2 separate regions of the Danio rerio genome follow, and region 1 is linked to region 2. Evidence: chromatin contacts called from public HiChIP or PLAC-seq data. All regions are on one chromosome and are shown on one strand. The core of a region is the stretch at or near the end of the contact, and the rest is flanking DNA. Distances in the headings are between cores, read along the strand shown. Region 1 holds the start of anp32e (acidic (leucine-rich) nuclear phosphoprotein 32 family, member E). Region 2 holds the start of si:ch211-191i18.2.

Evidence for each region. HiChIP or PLAC-seq counts read pairs in DNA pulled down with a chosen protein or histone mark.
Region 1: an H3K4me3 HiChIP or PLAC-seq map of gastrula embryo shows a contact between it and region 2, with 2.1 times the contacts expected there. The contact joins the promoter of anp32e here to the promoter of si:ch211-191i18.2 in region 2. A contact is called at or near these places in 1 of 18 Hi-C or Micro-C datasets (hematopoietic stem cells) and 3 of 4 datasets of contacts at active chromatin or transcription factors (caudal fin, embryo and gastrula embryo).

The regions. Positions count from the first base shown.
Region 1 is chr19:45,162,188-45,167,284 of GRCz12tu, forward strand. anp32e (acidic (leucine-rich) nuclear phosphoprotein 32 family, member E) reads left to right here and starts at 2,948. Exons shown (of 7, transcript NM_213277.1): 1 at 2,948-3,097. The coding sequence starts at 3,044.
Region 2 is chr19:45,126,381-45,131,193 of GRCz12tu, forward strand. It overlaps si:ch211-191i18.2, which reads right to left and starts at 1,635. Exons shown (of 6, transcript NM_001045041.2): 1 at 1,528-1,635. The coding sequence starts at 1,594.

The sequences.
Region 1 (5,097 bases), core at 1,698-4,197, 37 kb after region 2:
TTATAAATATACAGTTTAATACACCCTACTATGGTACATTTTAATGGGTAATTTAATAAATAATTTGAATAATACTCTGTATTGTTACTGTTTTACATTACTGTGATGGTTGGGTTTAGGGTAGGGGTGAGGGTGTGTATTAATAAAATACAATTTAATGGATAATTTAAGAAATAACATGAATAATACTCTGTATAATTACTGTTTTTGCATTATTGTGAGAGTTGTTGTATAGGTAGATGTATATGAAATATAATTAATTGATAATTTAATAAATAATATGAATAACACTCTGTATGTTTACTGTTTTTACATTATTGTGAGGGTTATGGTATGGGTATGTTAATAAAATACAATTAATGGGTAATTTAATAAATAATATAAGTAATTCTTGTTAACTTCCAGCCGGGGCTTTATCCCTTCTCCTACCAGCCCCTGCTGAAAAATAAACTGATAGAAACAGAAATTATAATGGTTTACACAACAAAATAATATAGTGGTTTTGAACCATACTATAGTAAAGTATTTACTACAGTTTATTAGCTGACTAGTTACAACTCCAGTATGCTGAAGCATTCATTAACAAAGTATTATATATATATATAAATATAAATATAAATATAAATATATATATTATATATATATATATATATATATATATATATATATATATATATATATATATATAGTGTAATACACTTTACTACAGTATGGTTCAAAGACACCACAGCATTTACTATAAATTGCTAAAGTATATTTTCATGTATTATGCTGTTAAAAATATTATAAAAGCCATCAATATTTACCCATTAAAACCAGCCTATTTTAATGGTTTCTATAGTGAGTGTTGGGAAATATTTGTGGTGTTAACCAATATTCGTTTTTTCTTTATTTTTTTTCAGCATGTAGACTCTTGATAAAACAATTGTTTCTGTCCAAAATAATGTAAATATTAGTATCAAACCTGCACATACTTAAATTACCAGATGACATAGATATAAATAGTGTTACTTAAGTGTTTGTTTTGTTTTCTTTCTTTTTTGTGCACTATTTTCTGCATCTCTCTTTAACATTTCCTGTTTCCTGTCTGTTGTTTGTCTGTGATCTTCAACCCAACATTTGATGACATCCTCTCATGAGTTTTCTATCAGTTTTGCAAAGCTTCAAAAATAAGCAGAATAAATAAAACACAGTAAAAACACATTAAATTATATCAAATAAATTTAGACAGACAGACAGACAGACAGACAGACAGACAGACAGACAGACAGACAGACAGACAGACAGACAGATAGATAGATAGATAGATAGATAGATAGATAGATAGATAGATAGATAGATAGATAGATAGGTAGATAGAGGCCGACAGAACTTTACATAAATTAAATGTGAACAAAAAATACTCAACAATTATAAAAATTAAAAGAATTTAATAGAAATTACTATTCAAATCAATGTGTTTATTAAAGTAAAATTATTAAAAATGACTAAAATAAACATAATTAATAAATGCAGTACTATAATAAGTAAAGAAAACGTAATATAATATAAATTTTGTTTCATTTTTGATATGAAATTACTTATTAAAATATAAACTGAACAAATGTGAGAATTATATGCATTTCATTAAACTGCAAATAAATGTGAATTAAATGTGAATAAAAGAAATCAAAAATAATTTTATAAATGCCATCAAATGAGTAAAAATATATAATTAATTAATCATAATAATTGATTTTAATAATATGTAATTTTTACAGTATAAACTGGGTCTTTTTAGGGGGATAGTGTGTGTGAGAGAGAGTGACTCTGTCTTTCTTTAACAATTTAGGATGCGGGTAATTGGCACCTAAAAGGTTAAAAATATCTAAAATAGGCTGTTGACTACAATAAAGACAATAATAATGGTAAAATTATGATAATAAAGGGTAAAAAACATATCTGATCTGTACTTTTAAAAAGTAATTGTAAAAGAAAAGATTGATATATGATACACAATCAAACAAAGAGTCTGCCCTAATGACTGTTTCATACAGAAAAGATTATTCACTTCTTCTCTGGCAGCCCAGATAAATCAGCTTAGCAGATCTGTTGTGGTGTCCATTGCGGTTCAGGGTCAGTGTGCCACGCAGCCCTAGTGGTCACCTTGGTGTACTGCACTAATGCACAGCGCTCAAAGCCTTCATTTTACATTTCCGTGGGGATACTTGTTTTTTATGCTGTTTTAAAATGAATGAAGACATTTTTAGGGAAAAAAATATGAAGGTTGTTTATTAATATATAATAACAAGTGAATATCCTGCTGGTGCTCAATGACTAAAATAGGCCTTTGTGAGTGAAGCGATCAGCAGCAGCACATTATGGGACAGATGGCGAGCAGACTTTAAGCCACCATGACTGTCTGGGTTTATGGTCAGCCATTTTGTATAGAACAAATGATTGTAGAGAACATACTCAATGTTTAAGACTCTTTTGACCTCACAGAACACATTTTACACGTGTTTTAAGGTGAAAATAACATAAATTATATTTTAAGATGTAAAAATGTTTTATTTTTGACTCTTAAGCATTGGCGTTCACTTTAGATTCTTCAGAATACACCATCTATCCCTGGTCTATAAATTAATTTCGACTTATTGGAGTATTAAAGGACACGGACTTCGCTTCAGGGCGCCAATGAGAACAAAGAATAGGCGGATTTACAGTTTGAAAGCTTCATACTGACGTTCTGGACGACCCGTCGAAAATCTACTGCGCGCGTATTTCCAGCCAATCGCGTCAGGCTATAAAGACCGATTATGTTGATAAGCGTGATCTGTTTGAGTGACAGGCACGTTCTCCAATCACGCGTTGACAAATAGCGATCATCCAATCGAAACGCGAAGTAGGCGGGATCTCAAAAAGGGGGTTGGGTGCGAGGTATCATGGAGGATCAGTTGGAGAACGGCAGCCATTGAAGATAGCCGAGCCGTTGGTCCGCGCTCCGGAGTTTCTGACAAATTTATTTTCTTTACGCGATCCCAGCGCAGCAATAACCAACCAAATGGAGATGAAGAAGAGGATTAGCTTAGAGCTGAGGAACAGAACTCCAGCAGAGGTGAGCGCTTTAACTATTTATTTTGTTCACAGAAACGCGAAATGATGTTAGTTCGCAACCTGTCTGTCTATCTATCCTGCACGCTCGGAATAGTCAGTGGAGTCCGCTGAATGGCAGCGCGGCTTGGAGACCACATGGGCGCCTTAACGGGATGCCAATTTGGATTTTTGGAGACTGCATATTTGGATATACACAAACAAGTAGTCGATATAATCGTAATTTTAAGCGCGTTAAACTCTTGGTGAATCTTTTGTGAACTCCTCACACGATCTCTTCGCCATTACATTAGACTTGTCGATGTGGGCGTCCCAACAAGCACCTCAAAATAACACACTTCGATATTAAGTATTTTTATCGGTCGCAAATATGTTTATTACTCAACAAGTGTCGTCTAATTTGCTTACGATGTTATTACAATGCCCCGATACGATATTGTTCCCGCTTCCAGCAGGAAACGGTAACAATTAAAGTAAAACTGTTGTGTATTGTTATATAATTCCTACCCCAGTCTTCCTTACATGCAAAACATCACGCGAATAAATCTCCTATCTCTTCATATAAAAAGTTTATTATACGCTAGCTTCACAGATGCGCTCCCTACTATATGGCTTTTCTAATCTAGTAACGTACGTTAAAAAACGAGCAGTTTCGTCTTCCATAGGCGGACATCTTACTCTCTCCGGCTCCTCAACATTAGGCATTCACTCGCCTCCGTTCTTCATCTTAAGACCCTCTAAAATGTTCAGGGTTTGAGAGCACAAGCACATATGGAGCGAATGTCAGGTCAAACTGTATTATGAAGCGTTCATGGCTTCTGCAGCGCCTCGCGGTGTGTGTGGTGAGGATGTGTGTGTGTTTCTGCTCGACTCCGTGTTGACGGGCGGGGAGTGGAAGTCATTTTGTTGCATCAATAGTTGAGACGCAGATGACGATGTTTTGAAGCTTTGACTCTGTTATTATTAATAAAAGTTCAGTGGTTTGATTCACTACGCTTACGTGGTGTGGAGAAACGAATAATTGGCGCATAAGAGCCAGAAATAGTCGCTGCGGTTTAAAAAAAAACTAGTTGCCATTTTCTTACGCGGTTACGTTAATGGCGTAATTATGTAACCGTCTGCAAAATTATTTATTCCCGACGTTAAACTATGCATTGGGCTTTAGGAAGCTGTTTAGGATGTCAGTCGCCGTTTTAATTGAAGGAATGTGGCAGATGGTGAAGGGCGAGCCCCCCTTCCTCCTCTCCGATTTTAGTAGATTATTGTAGGCTTGCCTGAACCGAAGTATTGAAGCACGCTTCTTTTGAATGGGGTAATGATGGATGGGATCTTTTACACGAGCTTGAGTTGATACTCTGTCTGACATGACATGGTGGACGTGCATAAGCGATACGTGGCTTTTAACTTGGGTGTATCTTGCGCCACCGGTTTAAAAAATCTTGCGCGCGCTGTGTGAACATCTTGTGAAGAGCTGGCTGTAAATTCACACACACCAAATCCTGTGAGATGAGGTGGGGGAGGCATTACCAGGGCTACATTACACACACATCACGTGCTCAAAATGTAGGTATCTTTCCACAAGGGCAACAAGTTATTGAATATTTAAATTTTAGGGCTGCAGTGCATGACAGTGAGCGCGCGCGTGCACGTTTCTGTTTGTTTTTAATGGGAGAATCAGCACGTCTTTCCTCAAAGCTTTTAAGTGCACATCTGTTTATTTGTTGAATACATTTTTTTTGTATATATAGAAAAGTTTCAAACTTGTCAGATAAACAAATATCTATGTTAAAGGAATTGTCTATATTATAATTTAAATCCCATTTAAATTAAATCATTCCTGTTAAATACATTAATTACTTACATTAAAATGTAAAAGTGTAAATACATTAGAAAATATGTGTGTATTGTTTGTTTCAATAATTGGAATTAAAAACAGGCTCAACCAATGGTGGGAGACGGGGGCGGGGCTATCCAATGATAAATAGCATACAGCAGCTCTACAGA
Region 2 (4,813 bases), core at 385-2,884:
AACACATTCTCCCATCTACAATATAAAACATTTTTTCTCTAATCTTCACACAATAGCTTTGTAATCATCTAAAAGTAATTTATTTACTTAAAAAAATGTAATCATGCAAAAGTATTGTAATTACTTTCACAATGCTAAAATGTCTGCATGAACACTTTGCATATGCAGGACTTTTGCTAGCTCGCGTGCGTATAGTGGAAAGCAAACGCCAAAAGGTGCAGATATCAATAATATAAATGTATTTATGAGAATGCTTAGCAAATGTTTGTTAAAAATGCCTTATTTTTAATTTACAATATCTATAGTTTTAAATTTTACCAGTTGTTTTGTTTAATAGGTCTTAGTAATTAATGTTTATGAGTTTCTTTAAATATGTTTTTAAATGATGATTAATGTTTTAGTATGGAAATTATTCATAAAATCACTTTCCCTTTCCAGTCATATTTGTTTTAATAAAGAAGGAGTTGTCCAACACTTTTGTACCTTTTTACTAAGAATATAACTATGTATCTTCATTTTAGCTGTACCATAAAAAGTAGTATGTATCATAAGTACACTCTCAGAAATAAAGGTACATGATCTGTCATGATCTGTCATTTATAGCTGAAAGGTCCATATTAATACCTCAAGGGTACATATTAGTACATAAAAAGTACAAAAGTGTTCCTCATAAAATGTTTGGGTACTAATATATAGTTTTTAGGTACCAATATGGACTCTTCAAGTACAAATACTTTTGAAAAAGTACCACCCCAGTGGCAGCTCGCGTACCTTTATTTCTGAGAGTGAAGTATCAAAAGAGGTACCATGTTAGGTACAACTTTTACAAAGGTACAAAATTGGTCCTTAAGGAACATTATTTGTACCACTGAGTACCTTTTTTCTGAGTTTAGTATATGTTTTTCCTACTATGGATGTCAATGGTTATAGGTTTCCAACATTCTTCAAAATATCTTCTTTTTTGTTCAACAGAACAAGAAAAACTCAATGGTGAGTTAATGGGGAGTAAATTATGACACCATTTACATTTTTGGGTGAACTGTTCCTTTAAGATCCCTAATTAAGACCCCACGATTGAGTTTGACTACTTGGCAATTAAATTAAAAGTGTATTTAAGTGAAATTACTGTTAAGAATTGATCCCTAAACCCTAAAAGTGCAACACAAAAAAAATATTCTGAATAATGATTTTCATGTAATGAAAGTCATTGAGGTGCAATTTTATTTTTATATGTTATTATTATTAGTATTTTCTTTTTAATCCCACTGAATTTCATTGCAAGAAGAAAATATGTTCAGAACACTTTCAAAATAAGTACAGGTATTATAGACATGAGCAAACAAGTTTTTTCTTGCTAAGTGATCCCTAGAAAAACTAAGAAAGCAATCACAAGTTACCACTTTTTTCACAACTTCCTCAGCCTCCAACACCAAACACATGCAAATGCTCCACTTTTTATATCTTCCACTGATCTCACTTAGAAATAGATCTCATTTAAGAATGGTAAAGCGTCTGTGTCTCACTTACCCCAGCACAGCGGCAGCAGCAGCAAACACACTGATATCATCACACAGCGCTCAGCTCGTCTTGCCATGTCGCTGTGTGTGTGTGCAGCTCCACGCTGAGCCCCTGAATGACTGCAGCGCATGACTGCGTGTGTGTGTGTGTGTGTGTGTAAACGGGAAAGCGAAGGGGTGGAGGAAGGAGAAACGGGGGGCGGGAACTGCCTCATTCATCTGTTAACTAGCACCACAATACTATAGTCAGTGTCTAGGGTGGATTAGGAGTGTAGCTGCTCTCATTCAGTAAAACAGCTTATTTTTAGCAGCGCTACATTTTAAGGCAGGCGAGAGATGAAAGGATTGGGATGTGGGTCGCAGAGCCTTTGGGAAGGTCATCCAGGCAGCTGGTTTCGTATCTGCTGTTTGTCAACTGATCTTTATTAGTGAAAAATTTGGATGCCTGTGGTGCAGTTAATGGTTCGGAAAGGATGCATCAGGATCAGTTAACAAAGGCATTTAATGTGTGTGTTTTTATTGGGCATTACTACACGATTTTTTGCATCATTGTTATTTGTTAATTTAATGCCAACAACCCCTAAATACAATAAAAATGCAATTTAAGGCTAAATTATTTGGCTAAATTAATGGCTAAATTATTTGGCTAAATTAAATTATCATATATAATAAATTATTGTACCTTTTTTTCTAATATTTCCAAAGTGATGTTTAACAGGGCGACTCGGTGGCTCAGTGGTAAGCACTGTCACCTCACAGCAAGAAGGTCACTGGTTGGAGTCCTGCATGGGTCAGTTGGTATTTCTGTGTGGAGTTTGCATGTTCTCCCTGTATTGACTTAGGTTTCCTCCGGATGCTCCGGTTTTCCCCACAGTCCAAACACATGCATTATAGGTGAATTGAATAAATTAAAATTGGCCATAGTGCATGACTGTGTGAATTCAATTAAATTCATCCTTGTTTCTATAGGGCTTTTACAATGTAGATTGTGTCAAAGCAGCTTGACATAGAAGTTTTAGTAAATTGAAACTTTGTCTGTCCAGTTCAGTTCAGTGTGGTTTAATTTTCACTGCTGAGAGTCCAAACACTGAAGAGCAGATCCATCGATGCGCAGCTCCACAAGTTCCAAACCAAGCAAGCCAGTGACAACAGCGGTGAGGAACAAACTTGACCAATTGACAAAAGTGTAGGAAAAAAACCTTGAGAGAAACCAGGCTCAGTTGGACACGACCATTTCTCCTCTGGCCTAACTTCTTGTGCAGAGCTCCCCCTACAGCCTGCACTCACATTGCATTTGCGCCTGAGCATGCTTACGTCATTGATGATGCACTGTTCAGTAAGCGCTTTCGCTCAGCACAGTGGACATTTCTTTAGTTATATTGTTTTAGTCGTTTGGGATGCAGTGACACAGTCAAATATTTCGCCGATCAGATCAGCCACTTTTGACTCTCATAAACAGTCATAAATTTCTCATGCTGCAGGAATTAGGAAGTTCACTAAAGGTGCAGCTATCATGCAGTGAGGAGTTTGCGTTTTTACTAATCAATGACAGTTTGAATTAATTGAACAGTAAGAATAATTAATAAATACATATGAAACAGTCCCTTAAAAGTCACGGCTCGTCTTCAGTTTCAGGCTCAGGCACGCTTTGCACTCACTCTTCAAGCGTACCGAGCCCAAGTCAACCTCACTGTGACACACCTCTTCCAACCGGGCCAGGGCAGGTCAAGTGAACCGCACCTGAGCCCAATTCAGAGCACTCACACTTCTCAGACGATCTGGGAAACGGGCCTGGGCACCGGATAGCATAGTGTAAGTGTGCTCTAGGTGCCAGAGGCTGAAATGAATGTGTATGCATGTTTCCCGGTATTGGGTTGCAGCTGGAAGGGTTGTTTAGAACATATGCTGGATAAATTGGCGGTTCATTCCGCTGTGGCGACCCCTGATGAATAAAGGAACTAAGCCGAAAGAAAATGAATGAATCAATAATGTTTAACAGCACAGAAAATATATAATAATAAGGATACAGTATTCTGATTATATTATTCTTCTGAAGCAAGTTTTATTTCTTTAAGTCTGGCTCAAGTTAAAAAGAAATTTTCAAAAGAAGTAAAACCTTCTCAATATTATTCTCCCCCTTAGGATTTTTTTTCTTGATTTGCTACAGAGCAAACCACTGTTGTTCAATGACCTAATTTAGCTAACTAGCCTGACTTTAAGCTGAATGCTATTTTGGATTTTTTTTTTTAAATATTACTGTCATCATGGCAAAGACCAAGGAGATTACTTGTTTTAAAAAGGTTAAAAAAAATTAAGTTGTTTTAAAATTGTTTAAAAATGGGCACTTCAGAAATATTATAATATAAATAAAAATTTCACAGAAGGTCTAATATTTTTGTCATCAATTGTATATTAATAAACATTTCTAAGTGCTGCTACAATTACAAATATATAAATAAAATTCAAAACAAAGCAAAGATTACTAAATTATTTTTAGGGGGTTTTCACCTTTAATTGGAAAGTATAGTGGAGGTTACAGACAGGAAAGCACTGGGAACAGAGAGAGGGAATGGTCGGTTGGCAAAGTACCTTCAGCCAGAAATTAAACTCGGGTCGCTGTGAGCACCATGGTGCTATATGTCAGTGCACCTAACCACTTTGCTGTTGGCACTGACAAAATTACTGAAGTATGTTTTTAGGCTTTATTTTGGTGTCTGCGTCAAATTAAATTAACAAAAGTGGTTTTAAAAACATAGAAAATGCAGTGAAGTGTACTTTAATGTTTAAAAATAACTTGCGTGGAGGAAATCCAGCCTGATCTCACGAGAAAACGTAAGTATTTTATGTTTTGCCAGTTTAGTGGCTAATTCATACGAATTCGTACGATTTCAGTCGTACGAAATGATACGATTTTAAAAAGGAGGCGTGGCACCTAACCCCACCCCTAACCCCAACCGTCATTGGGGGAAAAGCAAATTGTACTAAATTGTACGAATTAGATCGTACGAACTCATACAAATTAGCCACTAAATGAAAAAGTTACGAATTGCCGTGAGATTGTGTTGGGAAATCACTAAATATTCACTCATTCATTAATTTTCAGCTTAATCCCTTTATTAATCAGGATTCACCACAGCAGAATGAACCGCCAACTTACCCAGCATATGTTTTTTTTGCAGCGCATGCCCTTCCACCCGCAACCCAACACTGGGAAACACCCATACACTCTTGCATTCACACTTATGCACTATGGCCAATTAAGCTTATTCAATTCACCTATAGCGCATGGCTTTGGA